Regions from separate parts of the Sus scrofa genome. Here all the other regions are linked to region 1. A link is a contact called in public Hi-C, HiChIP or PLAC-seq and promoter capture Hi-C data. All regions are on one chromosome and are shown on one strand. The core of a region is the stretch at or near the end of the contact, and the rest is flanking DNA. Distances in the headings are between cores, read along the strand shown. Region 1 holds the start of ATP5G1 (ATP synthase, H+ transporting, mitochondrial Fo complex subunit C1 (subunit 9)). Region 2 holds the start of SP2 (transcription factor Sp2). Region 3 holds the start of CDK5RAP3 (CDK5 regulatory subunit-associated protein 3). Region 4 holds the start of KAT7 (lysine acetyltransferase 7). Region 5 holds the start of NFE2L1 (nuclear factor erythroid 2-related factor 1).

Region 1 (2,892 bases), core at 249-2,748:
GCACCTGTGGTGTACGGAGGTTTCCAAGCTAGAGGTCTACACAACAACCATAACAACTCAGGATCCGAGCCTCATCTGCCAATCTACACCACAGCTCACGGCAATGCTGATCCTTATCCCGCTAAGTGAGGCTAGGGATCGAACTCATGTCCTCATGGATGCTAGTCAGGTTTGTTAACTGCTGAGCCACGACGGGAACTCAAAGAGGATGTCTTTTAACAATCAATACAACATCATAGATCAACTATACTTCAATACAATTTAATTTTTTTAAAAAAACCACAAAAAACAAAGCCTTTCAACAAACATTGCCAAATTGCTTTCAAGAAAGGTTCTAGGGTGGTTCCTGTTGTGGCACTGCAGATTAAGACCCCAACACAGTGTTGGTGAGGGTCCAGGGTTGCCACAAACTGCACCCTAGGTCGCAGATGCAGCCCAGATCTGGGGTTGCTTGTGGGTGCTGTGGGCCTGTAGCTGCAGTTCCAATTCAACCCTTTGCCCAAGATCTTCCATATGCAACAGGTGTGGCCAAAAAAAAAAAAAAAAGGAAAAGAAAAGAAAAGAAAGGTTCTAGGCGGTGGCAATGTCACTGTTGAGGCTCAGGCTGAATTCCTGGCCTGGTAATTTCTGCATGCCTGCAGCCCCCTGCCTGCCTCCCCCCAAAAAAGTGCCTGGCTCACATTAATTTTAAAAAACTCTACTCTTTTGGTAAGAAATGCTGCATTTAAAGTTATGTTTCTTTGACTAGCTTAGTTGCACATTCTTTCCCTCAATTTACATTTTTTTAGTTCCAACTCTTTCCTCCTATCTCTATCAGATTGCTTTTGCAATACAAATATACTTAAGAACAACAACCCAGTGGTTGCTACTGCATGACTGCTCAACACTGGCAAAAACCCACAAAGGCGAGCTCGAACGTTAGCAAAGAACCTAGGCGACAGCTGGCCCTTATGTTTCATGGCGGAAACATGCCTTCCACAAATCACTAGGCGAAAATTACTGCAAAGGCGTTGGCTCTCCCAGTCTGGGGAGGAACGTCTCGCGGGATCTCAATCGCCCTTGGAACCTCTGACGCGACTACAAGACCCAACATGCAACGCGCCTCCAGGCCCTCGTTCTCGAATGAAGGCTAAGGTCCAAGGTCATGTGTCTATCTGCGTAAGGCGTCCGGTCATCTCTCCCACGCCTTTTTCTGCAGCTTTCCACCTTGGCCGCCATTTTGTGCGGGAGGCAATGGAACCTGAGTCCCTCGACTCTATGGTCCGCAATTCAGAGATCGTCCAATCGGAAGCCAGACCTTGAAGGAAAACCCCGCCTCTACCCGCAGGGAGGCGGGAACTGCCACGAAGCTCCTGTGGAGAGAGAGGAAGGCGCTACAGGAAACCAATGAGAAGGGAGGAATCTAAGATGTTAGCCAATGAGGGTGCGAGAGGATTGCGGCCAATGAGAGTAGGGGGACCCCCGGACACGTGGGTGGGGGCGCTGAGTGCTGAGTCCTACAGCTAAAGCCGGGAGGTGAGTCAGTCACCTTGAGCCGGGCGAGCGCTGTGTTCCAAGCCGGGGCAGCGGGGCAGTGAGAGTGCAGGTGACTTGGGGCCGAAAGCCAGTACTTGGCAGGGCTGTGGCCGGGTTGTGTGGAGGGGCATTTGCCCCTAGGGCCGGGAAAGGCGACGAGCCTCTATAGCCTTAACAATTAATGTTAATTACCAACCGTAATGGGTAACTGCCCTGGTTTAAGCGGACTGTGGACAGCTGTGTAAAATTAGGCAGACTCTGAACGGCATCTGCCCAGCTTTAACGTCCAGTCTTCCCCGGAGACCATCCTCTTGGGATAGCATTTCCCTCCTGGGCCGGGCCTCCTTCCTGTACTTCCGATTTCCATGACCTTCCTTTGCAGACCTGTCGCGCTGAAAGTGGTGGACCGGGAATTCGCCCAGTCCTTCTGACCTCTAATGTTCTCCTCAGCTGGTGCACCATTCGAGGAAGAGCGTGGTCCAGGGAGGACGGGCGGGGTGAAGGGGACGACCGAAGGTCGCCACTATAAGCAAACCACCAGGGTGCCAGTGGATTTTTTCTTTTTTCTCTGCAGACAGAAAAAATGCAAACCACCGGGGCGCTACTCATTTCTCCTGCTCTGGTAAGCTTGTGGCTCCGGGGTGCCCTGTAACGCCAGGTAGAGCCATCAGCGTTTAATGAATGAACTGAGAGGAGCTTGGCATCCTGCTGTTGTTGCCCCTTTAGGGAAGCTGTAGGATGTGATGCAGTTAACCTTTGATTATTTGGGCCTGTAAACCAAATTGTCTTGGCTTTGGAATGTGGTCAGAATCTGGATCTGACCTTTTTACTCCTTGTCTGACTTATAGCTAGACAGCCCACTGAAGCAGTGATTCTCAGCTTTGGCTGTACATTGGAATGGGGTAGCTTTTAAATAGTCTAACGCCCAGACTACCCCCCGTGGGGTGGAATCTATACATTTGTTTTGTTCTGTTTTTTGGAACTCCCGAGATGATGTGAATGTTAAGCCATGTTTGAGAACGGCTACGTTGTATTTGTTGAAATTTTTAAGAAAACTGTTGCAGGAGTCTTTGCTTAGGTGACTGTTTCAGGAGCCTTACCAGGCTCACTGGCCCACTCCATTCAGGGTGTGTAACCGTGATTGCATTTTTAGCAAAGTAAGATTTTCCTCTTTTGATTCATTTGGTGATCTGGGTACAAACCCTTCCTGTACTTGGTTTGATACTAGTGTGCGGTGTTTTGCGTGTGTTTGTTTTTGGGTTTTTTTGGTCCCTTCTGAGATACTGATTAAGTGCTGTGCCCACAGAAGTGAACCTCCTTACCTGGGAAGGTAAATGGGAAGGTTGCCACTGCTGATGACACCCTGGTCTCAGGACA
Region 2 (2,892 bases), core at 222-2,721, 960 kb before region 1:
GCAGAAACAAATCCGACTAGTATCCATGAGGATTCGGGTTCGATCCCTGGCCTTGCTCAGTGGGTTAAGGATCCGGCATTGCTGTGAGTTGTGGTGTAGGTCACAGATGTGGTTCGGATCTGGTGTTGCTGTGGCCGTGGTGTAGGCTGGCAGCTGCAGCTCCAATTTGACCCCTAGCCATGGAATGTCCATATACCACAGGTGTGGCCCTAAAAAACAAAAAACAAACAAACAAAAAAAATAAGAGGACAGGCTAGAAAACATCAGTGCATCACAAGTAGAAAGGGTAAGTATTGTGTCTGAAAACTTTTATCATACTCTCACAGGAGTTATAAGTGTAATAGGTCATAATGCAAATGTATTTCTCACTGTGGGGCTATGATTTTAAAAAACGAGAAGAAAAGTAAAGAAAAAAAGCCATTGCTCTAAGGTGTGGTTGCAATTAGCCTCTTTTTTCCATAAGGTGCAGGGAGTTTCGGTACCCTGCCTCTCTGCAAGTGGACTGTGTAAAACTTCAAATACAGGCTGGTCTGAAACCAGAATGGATTTCTTCTTACTAATGAATGCCTTCCCAAGTTCGCATCCATAGGAAAGAGAAACCTACCCACGTAGCTCCTGCCAAGTGCTGTACTCACAGCACCTCATTTAAGGAGGTGAGTCGGGCACGGACCAATTCTGTCCACCGGAGGCGCTGGTTAGAATGCATATTCCAGGTTTGCCCCGGACACATGAGGCGGCCCCGGGAATCTACTTTTTGGAGAGCTTCGGGTGATTCTGTGCCCAAATCAAGGAGTCGATGCAATAAATAACCATGTGAGGATTAAGAGGGATTTCAACTGAGACGATGAAAATAATCCCCTCACTTCAGAAGAGTCACACAGCCCCAACTCTCGCTATTGTGTCCGACTCCAACGCCTCGCTGTACAAAGTCACCTCGGGGCTCATTCCCCTCTCCAGAAGCGATGAAGGGTGAGGGACTAAATGAGACTGGTGGTTTTCCACTCACCAGGCAGTAGTTGAGTGGCCGAAGCGCAGGAACCCTCGCCAGGCCAGGGCAACACTCGATTAAGGTGCAAAGTAGATGCTATTTATAGGGCATTTTTCGGCCTCACCCTGAGGACTTCTGATTGGCTTTAGGGCAGATCTGTCAGTCATCTTCTGGGTTAGAGGTGGGTGGAAGGTCAACCACTACCAATACAAAACCACTCCTCAGCTAAGCCCCGCCTTATCCAGCTTCCTGTTGCTGTCCATCAACCACCTCGTGGGCGGGACTTTGCCTCCCGCCAGTTGGCTGGCGGACATGTCGTTCATTCTACAGTAGGCTTCCGGTTGGTGCCCTCTACGGTCCATCAGTGACATTTCACAGGTTTATTGGCCAAACCAACGTCGCTCTAGATACATCTCTTTGATTGGTTAGTACTGCTGTCGGTCCCCAATGTACCGAACTCTAATTGGTGAACGCTGCCGTCGCTCGGGCGGTGGCGGGCTCCGGGATTGGTGGGTGCTAGGCGGGCGGTGTCAGGCTCTCGGTGGCGGCGGAGGCGGCGGAGGCCAGGGAGGAAGATGTCGTAATGAGCGGTGGGTCCTGGCCGCTGCCGGCGGGGTCTTTCCGGCTCTCAAGGGTCGGGAAGACGGGCAGAGGCCGCAGGGAGGGGGAGCCGGGGCTGAGGGTTCCCCCCTGGGGCCGGGCCTGGCGCCGGGGCCCGGCTCCGGGAGGGGCGGGGAGGGAGGATTCCCGCCCGGAGGAGGAGCGGGGCTGGCCAGCCGGGCGGAGGCACCCGGAAGGGGGTGTTCGACTCCCCGCCCCCTCGGAGCCCGCTGGGCGGGAGGGCGGCGCTTCCGGGGGCTGGCGAGAGGAGCGGGCACCCGGGGCCGGCCTGGCACCCCCCTCGGCCTGGCCGACCCGCTTGAGCGCTGCCAGGCCCGGAGACGTTGCCTGGGTCGGCTTCGAGGAGGCGGTCGACGCCCTGTGCGCTTGCCCTGTGTTCGGGGACCCTTTTGCATTCTCACTCTATTTGCCCACCAGTGATTCAGGATTCTCCCGAGAGCAGAGAGGGGCGGGGGAATGCTTGAAATTCCGAGGGCGCCAACCACATGGGCACTGCTGGGCTTGGAAGCCAACCGAGTTACTGATGTATCCCAGTCGAGAGATGGTGTCAGGACATGAGGGCACTCCCTAGGTAGATGACCTCTCTGCTTAGACTGCGGGGTGGGCAGAAACCTTTTAATATTTCACTTGCATCCTTGAGCCTCCAGCTAGATATCTGCCAGCTCTTAGCAAAATTGTGGGACGTTTAAGAACTTGTTAACAGAACTTCCAGCCTGTACCAGGCATCCCGTTGGGGGGGCGGGGGGAGGGAGCACTGCTGAATCCCAAAGGCCAGGAACAAACCGAAGGAATGACAGAAGCAATAAAATGGATGCTTAACTTTCTTCCTCCACCCCCTCTCCATCCCCGTTGCTGACTTATGGTTCTCAGCCTCCTACCCATGCTTTCTTGGCTTATGTTCCCGGTGGCTTTCTAATTTTAGATGAAAAGGAACTGTGTCTTCTCCTCTGGGCAGTTGAGAAACCTGTCCTCAGTGCATTCTTTGGTTTTGATTCCAATATACTGTTGTGTTTGTTTCTTAATTAACCTGATCCGAAGGGACTCAGTCTGGCTTTTCTCAGTGCACATTCTCCTAAGTTTGTTTCTTCTTCTGAGGCTACTTCTTGGTCACTTAATCGTTTTCTTAGAGAAAGGGAGGGAGGAGCCAGGAGATCTGCTTTAAGCAATGAATTGGCCCATGCGGGCCCCCATTACATGGGTTTCCTTGGAAATAGAAGGTACATTGGCATGCACTGTCTAAAACTTGTATGCTGTACCCCAGAAGGCATTAAGTATCACAGTGG
Region 3 (2,892 bases), core at 227-2,726, 890 kb before region 1:
CAACCTACACCACAGCTCACAGTAATGCCAGATCCTTAATCCACTGAGCGAGGCCAGGGATTGAACCCACAACTTCATGGTTCCTAGTCGGATTCGTTTCTGCTGTGTCACGACAGGAACTCTGCCTCTGTGTCATCCTTGCTGTTCCAGTCCCCAAACCCACACAGCCAATCAACTGCCATTTTCCTCCAAAACATCTCAAATCCAGCCTTCTCTTCCTCCTAGTGCCTCTGTCCCAGGTGAACCCTGAACTCCTGTCTAATAACCTCCTGACAGTTTCCCAGTCTTATCTCCCACAAATCCATCTTCTGTGCAGCCAACCTGTATACGTTCCTCCCTGCCTCAAGCCTCAAACCCTTAAAACCCTCCAGTGGTTCTTCTCTTTCTGCAGGGGGGAAGTACAAGTTGCTTCCTGAGATCTTTTGATATGCCCCTCACAGGCTTTTTTCTCCAGCCACCCCATGCCTCAAACATTTCACTGCACAGGGGATGGGCTGCCTGGGGGGCTGCCTTCCCGAGTGTGAGACCTAAGCTGTGCCCTCTTGAAATTGTCTATATATATATATATCTTTCTTTTTCTTTTCTTTTCTTTTTTTTTTTTTTGGCTTTTTGCCTTTTCTGGGGCCGCTCCAGCGGTATATGGAGGTTCCCAGGCTAGGGGTCGAATCGGAGCTGTTGCTGCTGGCCTGCGCCAGAGCCACAGCAACGCCAGATCTGAGTCCACGTCTGCGACCTACACCACAGCTCACAACAACGCTGGAAAATTGTCTATATTTTTAAACAAGGGGCTCTGCATTTTCATTTTGCTCTGGTCGCTGACAATCATTTTGCCCGTCTTGCCTGTTTGTTGTCCCCTGCACCCCTCTTATGGTTTGTGGCCTGCATAGTCTCCTCCACCCAGAACACCCCTCCCACATCACCCTTTCTGCAGCTCTTCTTTTAACACTCAATTTAGGTGTTATCTTTGGGATAACAAGCCTCCCTTGAACTTCCTCCCTCCCTCCCGTTATCAGCCCTAACCACACAAGCAGCAGCTGCCCAACAGTTGTCTATTTGATGAACTGAAGGAGAAAGCAATGTGCGACACGTGGCACAAGAGACCTACAAACCATCGATGGACAGTAAAGCAAGGCAAGACGGCAAGGGATTTGCAACAGCCTCCGGGTCACCCTGGGCGGCGCTAGGACCCTGCCCGCAGACGCGTTAATGTTGCGGGGAGGCTTCCTTGCCGGGAGGCTTCCTTGTCTTGTTGGCCGGAAGCGCCTGGAGCCGCTCTAGAGCGCCGCCTACTGGGATCGCGACGCCGCTGCAGCCCTTTCCTGACTCCCCCACCCTTCCCTGGCCGTGAGCCCGCCTCGCGTCTCCTATTGGCCGTCTCCTCTTCTCCCGCCCCTCCCGGGCTCAGCCACTCGGAGCCCCGGGGTGGGTGGGGCTTGAGGCCGGTGGTGTGCGCGCCCCGATTGGCTCAGAGGAAGGCGGTGACGTGGCCGGAGCAGCCCTGTCTGTGCCTAAACTGAAGCTCGGCCACGCTAGATCTGGATTGGTGGTAGGCGGGGCGGGCCCCGGTCGCTGGCCGGAAGCGGAAGTGGAGGAAAGATGCAGGTTTGAAGACAGGAGTTGGAAAAATGGGGGGCTGGTTTGGGACCCCTGGACTCAGTTCAGCCCATCCTTCCCTGATCTGCTTCCCCGGCTCTCTCATGGGCTCAGCCCTCCCCGACTCCTGCGTGGTGGCTCCGCAGGGTGGCGGTTGCGCGGGCGAAATGGAGCAAGCGGCAGGTTCCCTTCCAGCGCTCACGCCCGGTTCCCCCGCGATCTTTCCCGCTAGGACCATCAGCACGTGCCCATCGACATCCAGACCAGCAAGCTGCTCGGTAGGAGGGGTCACCCCGCTCAACCGGCTGTCAGGGGGAGGCCTGGCCCTTTGCCCCATCACCAACAGCTGGAGCCCAGACATCCCAAGGTCCCTGTTCAGACGCTGACCGCTCGCCCTGCTCTGTGCCCGCGTCTGTGCCCAGACCTGCCTCGCTAAGAGGAGCAGGAAGGAACCGTTCATAAAGTCTGTACTCAATCTGCGTCTTCTACCTTAACGTTTGTAACATGTGTTGCCAATCAGATCATTCAGGCGCAGAGAGGCGAAGGGCTTACCTTGAAGATGGTCACCTACTGAGATGTCAGATCTGAAATTAGAACCTAAGTCTGTCAGGCACCAGCATCTATGCTTTTTGTATTATGCCAGAAAAAAAAGCTTTCTCTCCTTTTTTATTTTTACTATTTTCCTTTTTTTTTTTTTTTTTTTTTTTGAGGGCCGTTTGAATGGCATGTGGAGGTTCCCAGGCTAGGGGTCCAATCCGAGCTACAGCTGCCAGCCTACACCACAGCCACAGCAACGCCAGATCCGAGCCACGTCTGCAGCCTACACCACAGCTCATGCCAACACCGGATCCTTAACTCACTGAGTGAGGTCAGGGATCGAACCCACAACCTCATGGTTCCTAGTCGGATTTGTTTTGGCTGCGCCACAACGGAAACTCCGGCACATGTATGCTCTTGATGTATGTGCTTGTTATTGTTTGTGAAAGGGACTGATGAGACAACAACTGTGTATCGAGGGTTTGCGCTCTACCAGGTGCTGTTTTGTGTGCTTGATGTTATGAACATGAAGATCACCACCATTCATTGAGCCCTTGCCATGTGCTAGGTGTTTTACCTTCATTCCCCTTTGTACTCAGTGTCTCTAGCATCTTCATTTTACATGTAGGGAAACTGAGGCACAGAGCGATTGAGGGACTTTGCCCAAGAAAGTTGCTAAATAGCAGCCAAGTCCATCTGACCCCAGAGTCTAGCTCTTAGCTCCTGCCTACTGAAGAAATGTGCTTGGCTGTCATCCACCTA
Region 4 (2,892 bases), core at 206-2,705, 860 kb after region 1:
CTTTACCAGTAGTTGGGGAGCCAGAACACCCAAGAGTAACCTTGGGAACACCCGAGTAGGTGCAAAATAACAGTAATAGTGTGAAATTAAATAAGTTCTTTTGTGCAGTTCAACCTAAGTAGGCCATTTAAAGGTGTTTATGGTAAACATTAAAACCTAAATACTAACAGCTGCCTGTGTTATTACCAGCCCAGGATACACCCAAGGAGAGTGCTAAATAAGGGTCTGGAACTCTAATCCTTCTGAGTCCTCTGCTTAGCACAACAATCAGATGTTTACCTTCTGCTGCTTTGTTCTTTAGTTCAGCTCCAGGGGGAAATCTCCATCTTAGCTAGCCTCAGGTGAAACGGGCTCCAGGATCCTAACTTAATGACTCTTGGATTTTTTTTTTTTTTTTTTCCTCCCAGTCTCTGGGCAAAGCTTTACTCCACACAAGGCTTTTCTCCCAGCGAGGTTAAATCCTCAACGCTTGCTGTTCACTTCTCAGCCTTTTCTTACCGCTCTTCTGCCAACCTTACATCTTCCACCAACTTCTCCTTTCTAGGCAGCTAACATCAATGCCTTTCTGAGCTCCAGCTTTACTAAAAATATTCCTTCCTCTTCCTCCAACTCCTGACTCAAGCGTCTGGATTTCGAGAGGTCACTTGGGCTAATGGGGTTCAATGCTTTTCCAACTCTGGTACCGCGCACGCGCGCACACACACACACACACACTCATCCCGAGGGCCACCCAAGGCTCTCAAACCCATACAGGATGAGGGGACGAAGTGGGTGTGCTCACCACAGAGCTAAACTGGTAATTCTTTGGAGCAACAGTTTCTGGAGAATGGTTGTGTCTCCTTTCGCGAGTGAACGGATCAACATACTTGCGGTTCGCTAAAGGCAAGGACAATGTCTCCTCTACCAGACAAGAAACTTCTTCATGAAGGACGCTACCTTCTTTCTGTCCTTTCACAAGCCCCCATTCCCAGCACTGTGAGACACCGAATGGCTCTTAAAATAGTTTCTTGTGCAAAATAGCCCTTCCCAATTTTGAGTTTATGTGATAAAGGGAAACGTCCTTTAGCCAATTCGGCGACTAAGGGGTTAAACCTCAGCAACCTGATGGATTCTGGGGCTTTCTTTCCTCGACTTCAGAAATTAAAACCAAAGGGAAGGGAAATTTTGCCCATTGTAAAGATGAGAACTGTTAACTTCAACTGTCAGGCTTCTGCCCCAAACAGGAATGGCTACCCACGCCTACAGAGGATGCCATTCCCCTAACTAAAAATGGCGGGCCCCAGTTTCCACTGTCGCTGCCACTTTCTGCCCAATTCCAAAATGGCTCCCGCTAGCCTCACCGGAGGGGGAAACCTCCCAGAATCCTCTCTGGCCCTAACGTCAGGTGACGCAAGCCTCAGCCGGAAGTGGAGGAAAAAGCGCCTCAGCCCGCGGCGCCTGCGCAGAAAGGTCTAGACGCTGTGAAGCAGGAGGCACTTGGGATCGTCCGCAGGATTGGGACTGCTACAGAGGCCGCCACGGAGCCCGCCGGAGCCACCGTTCCCACTGCTGCTGCCGCCGCTGCCCGAATCGGAACCGTCGGGCCGCAGCCGCCGGCAATGCCGCGAAGGAAGGTGAGAGGAACGGGACAGGAGGGATGGCGGGTTTCTAAAGGGCAGTCGATTGAGAAGAGTGACGCAGTTGGCCACGCCTCACAGTGGTTGGGTTCCAACTTCCCGCTTCCCTGAACCTAGCTCAGCAACCCTCGCTTCTGTCCATACCCAACAGAAAAATGTGGGCCCGACTGTGGCCTCGGCCTATGCTTGCACCTATTCCCGCCCTCTGCTTGCCTGGCTCGGAGGCGTTCTTCTCGGCAATTGGTCGCTGAAACGTCTAGAAGCATGTTGATTGGCTGGCGACACCGCCCATTTGGGCCCAACGGTCACCTCCCCGCGTGTGGGGGCGGTGTCTAGGCCCGGCTCTACCGCTCTCCGACTGGATGTAGAGAACGATCCCTCTTCTCTTGATTGGCGGGGCTTGGCAGTCTGTCCTGTGGGGGCGCGGTTTAGCGGGACCGCGATTGGGTGGCACGAGTCCCCTCCCATCCGTATGGTGATGCTCATAGGAGGAGAGGCGGGGTTTGGGGAGTATCCTTCCTTTCCCCGCGGAGGACACAACAAAGCAGAGGACTGGGTGGTAGAGAAGCAGCGCCCACTCCCGAGGGATCCCTTCCAGGCCTGTTGCACCTAAGCTGCGGTTTTCCCTTATGTGCTTAGTTGGACAGCGCCTAGAAAATGAAGTTCGTAAATCGGAAACTTCCTAGAATTAAATGGGACTTGACGATGTCATCTAGGGACACCCCCATCCCTTTTCTCAGCTAAGCAGAGGCTTAAGGGAGTGCCCCAAGCCACTCAATTAGGCAATGACAGAGCCTGGACTACAGGACAAATCTAATTCAGTTCAACAAACGTTTATTGACTCTTCGCTATGTGCTGGTTGCCGAGGACTCGAAAATTAATTAGACATGATCACTGGCTTAAGGAATCAGAGTCTGAGAGGAAAACAGACATTTAAATAACTGTAGAAGGGTTTAGTAAATTCTCTACTTGGCAGTAATAAAGATTAATGGGAGGGAAGTGGAGCAATTTAATCTGCTCTGGAGTAAGATGGGAAGTAGTTGGTGAAAGCAGTAGAGGAGAGCTGAGCTCCAGGGTCATGCCAGGAAGGGATGGGCAGAGATGATTAGGGATTCAAATAGCTGGGTAATTGGATTGGATGACCTTTAAGACTCCCCTTTCATCTTAATTTTTGGTGATTCTCTGTGGATCCTCCACTCATTTCCTGGCAGATTATCCTTGAAATATTTGGAACGCTGGGTGGTGGTCTTGCTCATTTCTGCAGAAATCTTTCTCT
Region 5 (2,892 bases), core at 182-2,681, 810 kb before region 1:
TATTAAGCAAGCATTTATTGAGTGTCTAAGTAGCAGGCACTTTTCTAGGTTTTGAAGACTCCACAGTCAGTGCACAAGATTCTAGTCCTTGTGGCGTTTGTATTCTAGCAATTTCTGGGAGAGAAATAGTAAGACGAAGAAATAAAATGTGCTCTCTGAATCTGACTTTGAAACAGGTAGCCAGCGTTTACGTTTTTTAAAGATTCAATGAATGGATGCTACTGTGTACTTCCATATGGCGAAAGTGCTTTATAATCTGGGAACCACCTCGAATTAAGCCGCCTAACTCTCCAAACACGTGATGGACTCAATGTTCTCACCGAATGACTTACCAGTTAGCCTTGTCCTTGATTGTACAAGGACCAGTGACTCGCCCACTAGATTAGTGGGATCTTCCAAGGAGTCAAGAATTTGAGTCAATGCCTCTTTGTCCCACAGCTAGGAACAACTCACTACATACTCCAACTCGGCCACTGGTTAAAAGTGGTCTCCGCACCCATCCGAGGTTATTGGGTCGTAAGTGAATCAGAACCTCGGGCATGGTGCCTCCAAATGTGCAAGTTTAACAACTTCCGCAAGTGTTGCTGGGGGTAAACTAATATTTGAAAATCACGAATACGTGGGCTAGGCGAGATTAGAAAACACTAGAAACTGAGGAAAGTTATGGAAAAGCAGGAGTAACGTAAGTGGGAGGTTGAGCAGAGACCATACAGGGGCGGAGCTCTTTGGGGTGTTGTAATCATGACAAAAAAATCACTAATTATGCCACACACCATCGTGGCAACATCGCCGAGCTGCCGCCACAGTTTGACCCTTGTCTGACATGTGGTGCAAAGATCCCGGACTGGCAAGGAACCCCGTGCCAAGCTTCCACGGAGCGGAAGCTGAGAGAGTGGTTTCCGCTGCCAGCAGCTAAGATGGTGGCACGAGCGTCGTCAAACCCGCCAAATACACACGCTGTGCCCCCACCTCGGCCTCTCAGGTCTCACTGGACTTTTGCAAGTCATCGTGGGAACCCTCATGGGGGGGATTCCGCGCTCCGACGGCGATACCACCTCCCACACCCGGCCAGAAGCCTTTATCCTCCAGCTCAAAGAACGCACTAGAAGAGGTCGGCCTCCTCGCTTTGCTCCGAGCCCAGCCTGTAATTCCCGCGGCTGGCGCACGGCGGAGGGAGTCTAGAACGCCGAGCGATAGGACCTTAGCCCCACTTATTGGTGGGCCTGCGCCGCGGGGCGGGCCTACATGCCCATTGGACTGCGGAGCTTGTCAGTCTTGGGAAATCGGTAAAGGGAGGAGGAGGTACACTTAGCCATTGGGCTTTCCCTGCTGTCAATCAAAGCGACATCCGGCGACGGCCACTATCTCGGCTCGTTGATTGGAAGAAACGTGTTCCTGGGGAGGGCGCGGGGGGCGGGCTTCCGAGTGAGGTGGGAGGAGGGGGCGGGGAGGGAAACGGAGGCTGGCGAGCTCTAGGCCGGCCGGCGGTGGCGGCGGCAAGGCCTGGACTCGGGCTGAGGGCCTGCTGGGACAGCAGCGGCGGACGCCGAGCTCAGCAGCGGTATCAAGCACATTTTTTTCCCTCACGGGAGGGGCGCAGTGCCGCGGGGCCAAGGCTTATGGGGTGAAGGGCGGCGGGGTGGAGCTGAGGGGCAGGAGGCGGGAGCGGGCGGCCGCGAGCGGGGTTCGCTCGGGGCTGGGCCTTGGACCTGGCAGGGAGGGGCCCAGAGGCTGTGGAGAAAGCCGGCTTCGGGGTGGGTTGGACTGGGGAGGGCTGAGGGCCTGAGAAGGCGTGGTATTAGGCCCGGGCTTGGGAGCGGGGTGGGGCCATAGGGGCGGAGGGCGGGGTGGGGTTTGGCCATCCGGGTGGGTCAAGGCCAGGAAAGTAGCACTTGTTCGCTGCTGCCCCAGAAGGCTAGAAGCCGAGGCGCCAGGAGCGGCATGGCGACTTGGTCCCAGCCGGACTCGGGTATCCGGGGCAGGGTGGGACCGGGCTCAGACCTGGCCTTCCTCGATCTTTAAGGGACCTCGTCCATTTGCCCGAACTTAATTGGCTCTTGGGAGGTTTTAGTAATAAATCGCGTGAGAACTGGAGGGTAGTGTAAGCAGGAATTCTAGATCGTAATTATGTTTACTCTAACCAGATAAGGGTGTGTGTGTGTGTGTCTGTGTGTATGTATAGATCCCTTTTTCTCTTTAGGATTGGGTCACAACAGTGAAGAAGAGAGAGTTATGTGTTGGTTTGTGAGGTTAATGGAAGCTCCGAAGTAGAGACTAGAAACTGAAAGGCAGCTTTGCTCTCTCTCCACTTGGCTATCTGGGTTGAGGACTTGGCCATATCCTTCTGCTTTGGCTCAGAAGGTCACATGAATGAAAATAAAACCTGCCTATTCAAATTCTGGGCCAAATAATCCTGCCTCAGCCCCCACCCCCCTCCCTTCAGTACCCCCCACCTTTTTTTTTTTCCTTTAATGTAAGAATGATAGGAAAGGGAAGTCAGGTTTCAAAATCGGGAAAACAGAAAAAGCATTTTTTCTGTAATGTGTTGTCCTCTCATCCTTGTACACTCTCAGCCAGTAATAATAATCTCTCCCTCCCCTTTAGAACTTGAAGGGAGAGGACTTGTAGGAGGCTCTCTCCTGAGAGATGGCAAGCAAACTTTCTTTTAAGATAGGAAATGGACTTCTCAACCTAAAAATAGAATCTGGGTAGTGTATACTTGGGGTGGGGGAGGGTTGATAAATTGGACAACATGTAAAATAGTTAGGATGCCCTGGGCATTATCTGCTTATCTGAAATGAACTTTAGAGTCCTGCACAGTTAATAGCCAGATACTGAGATCCCTGGTGAGCAGAATCTTCCTTTCGTAGTTATTCTTGTCTATAACAAATT

What was found. Promoter capture Hi-C pulls out the DNA fragments that hold promoters and counts their contacts. Hi-C and Micro-C count contacts between places; a contact is called where the count stands out from the background. HiChIP or PLAC-seq counts read pairs in DNA pulled down with a chosen protein or histone mark.
Region 2: a contact with region 1 is called in an H3K27ac HiChIP or PLAC-seq map of alveolar macrophages. The contact joins the promoter of SP2 here to the promoter of ATP5G1 in region 1. A contact is called at or near these places in 2 of 2 datasets of contacts at active chromatin or transcription factors (alveolar macrophages and skeletal muscle).
Region 3: a promoter capture Hi-C map of liver shows a contact between it and region 1, with 4 times the contacts expected there. The contact joins the promoter of CDK5RAP3 here to the promoter of ATP5G1 in region 1. A contact is called at or near these places in 1 of 5 promoter capture datasets (liver) and 1 of 2 datasets of contacts at active chromatin or transcription factors (alveolar macrophages).
Region 4: a Hi-C map of liver shows a contact between it and region 1, with 6 times the contacts expected there. The contact joins the promoter of KAT7 here to the promoter of ATP5G1 in region 1. A contact is called at or near these places in 1 of 5 promoter capture datasets (liver) and 1 of 47 Hi-C or Micro-C datasets (liver).
Region 5: an H3K27ac HiChIP or PLAC-seq map of alveolar macrophages shows a contact between it and region 1. The contact joins the promoter of NFE2L1 here to the promoter of ATP5G1 in region 1. A contact is called at or near these places in 1 of 5 promoter capture datasets (liver) and 1 of 2 datasets of contacts at active chromatin or transcription factors (alveolar macrophages).

The regions. Positions count from the first base shown.
Region 1 is chr12:25,109,319-25,112,210 of Sscrofa11.1, forward strand. ATP5G1 (ATP synthase, H+ transporting, mitochondrial Fo complex subunit C1 (subunit 9)) reads left to right here and starts at 1,499. Exons shown (of 5, transcript NM_001025218.2): 1 at 1,499-1,585; 2 at 2,090-2,137. The coding sequence starts at 2,099.
Region 2 is chr12:24,152,616-24,155,507 of Sscrofa11.1, forward strand. SP2 (transcription factor Sp2) reads left to right here and starts at 1,472. Exons shown (of 9, transcript XM_021067084.1): 1 at 1,472-1,578.
Region 3 is chr12:24,222,786-24,225,677 of Sscrofa11.1, forward strand. CDK5RAP3 (CDK5 regulatory subunit-associated protein 3) reads left to right here and starts at 1,477. Exons shown (of 14, transcript XM_021067091.1): 1 at 1,477-1,602; 2 at 1,826-1,871. The coding sequence starts at 1,597.
Region 4 is chr12:25,969,521-25,972,412 of Sscrofa11.1, forward strand. It overlaps KAT7 (lysine acetyltransferase 7), which reads left to right and starts at 1,456. Exons shown (of 15, transcript NM_001195359.1): 1 at 1,456-1,613. The coding sequence starts at 1,599.
Region 5 is chr12:24,301,950-24,304,841 of Sscrofa11.1, forward strand. It overlaps NFE2L1 (nuclear factor erythroid 2-related factor 1), which reads left to right and starts at 1,432. Exons shown (of 6, transcript XM_021067094.1): 1 at 1,432-1,561.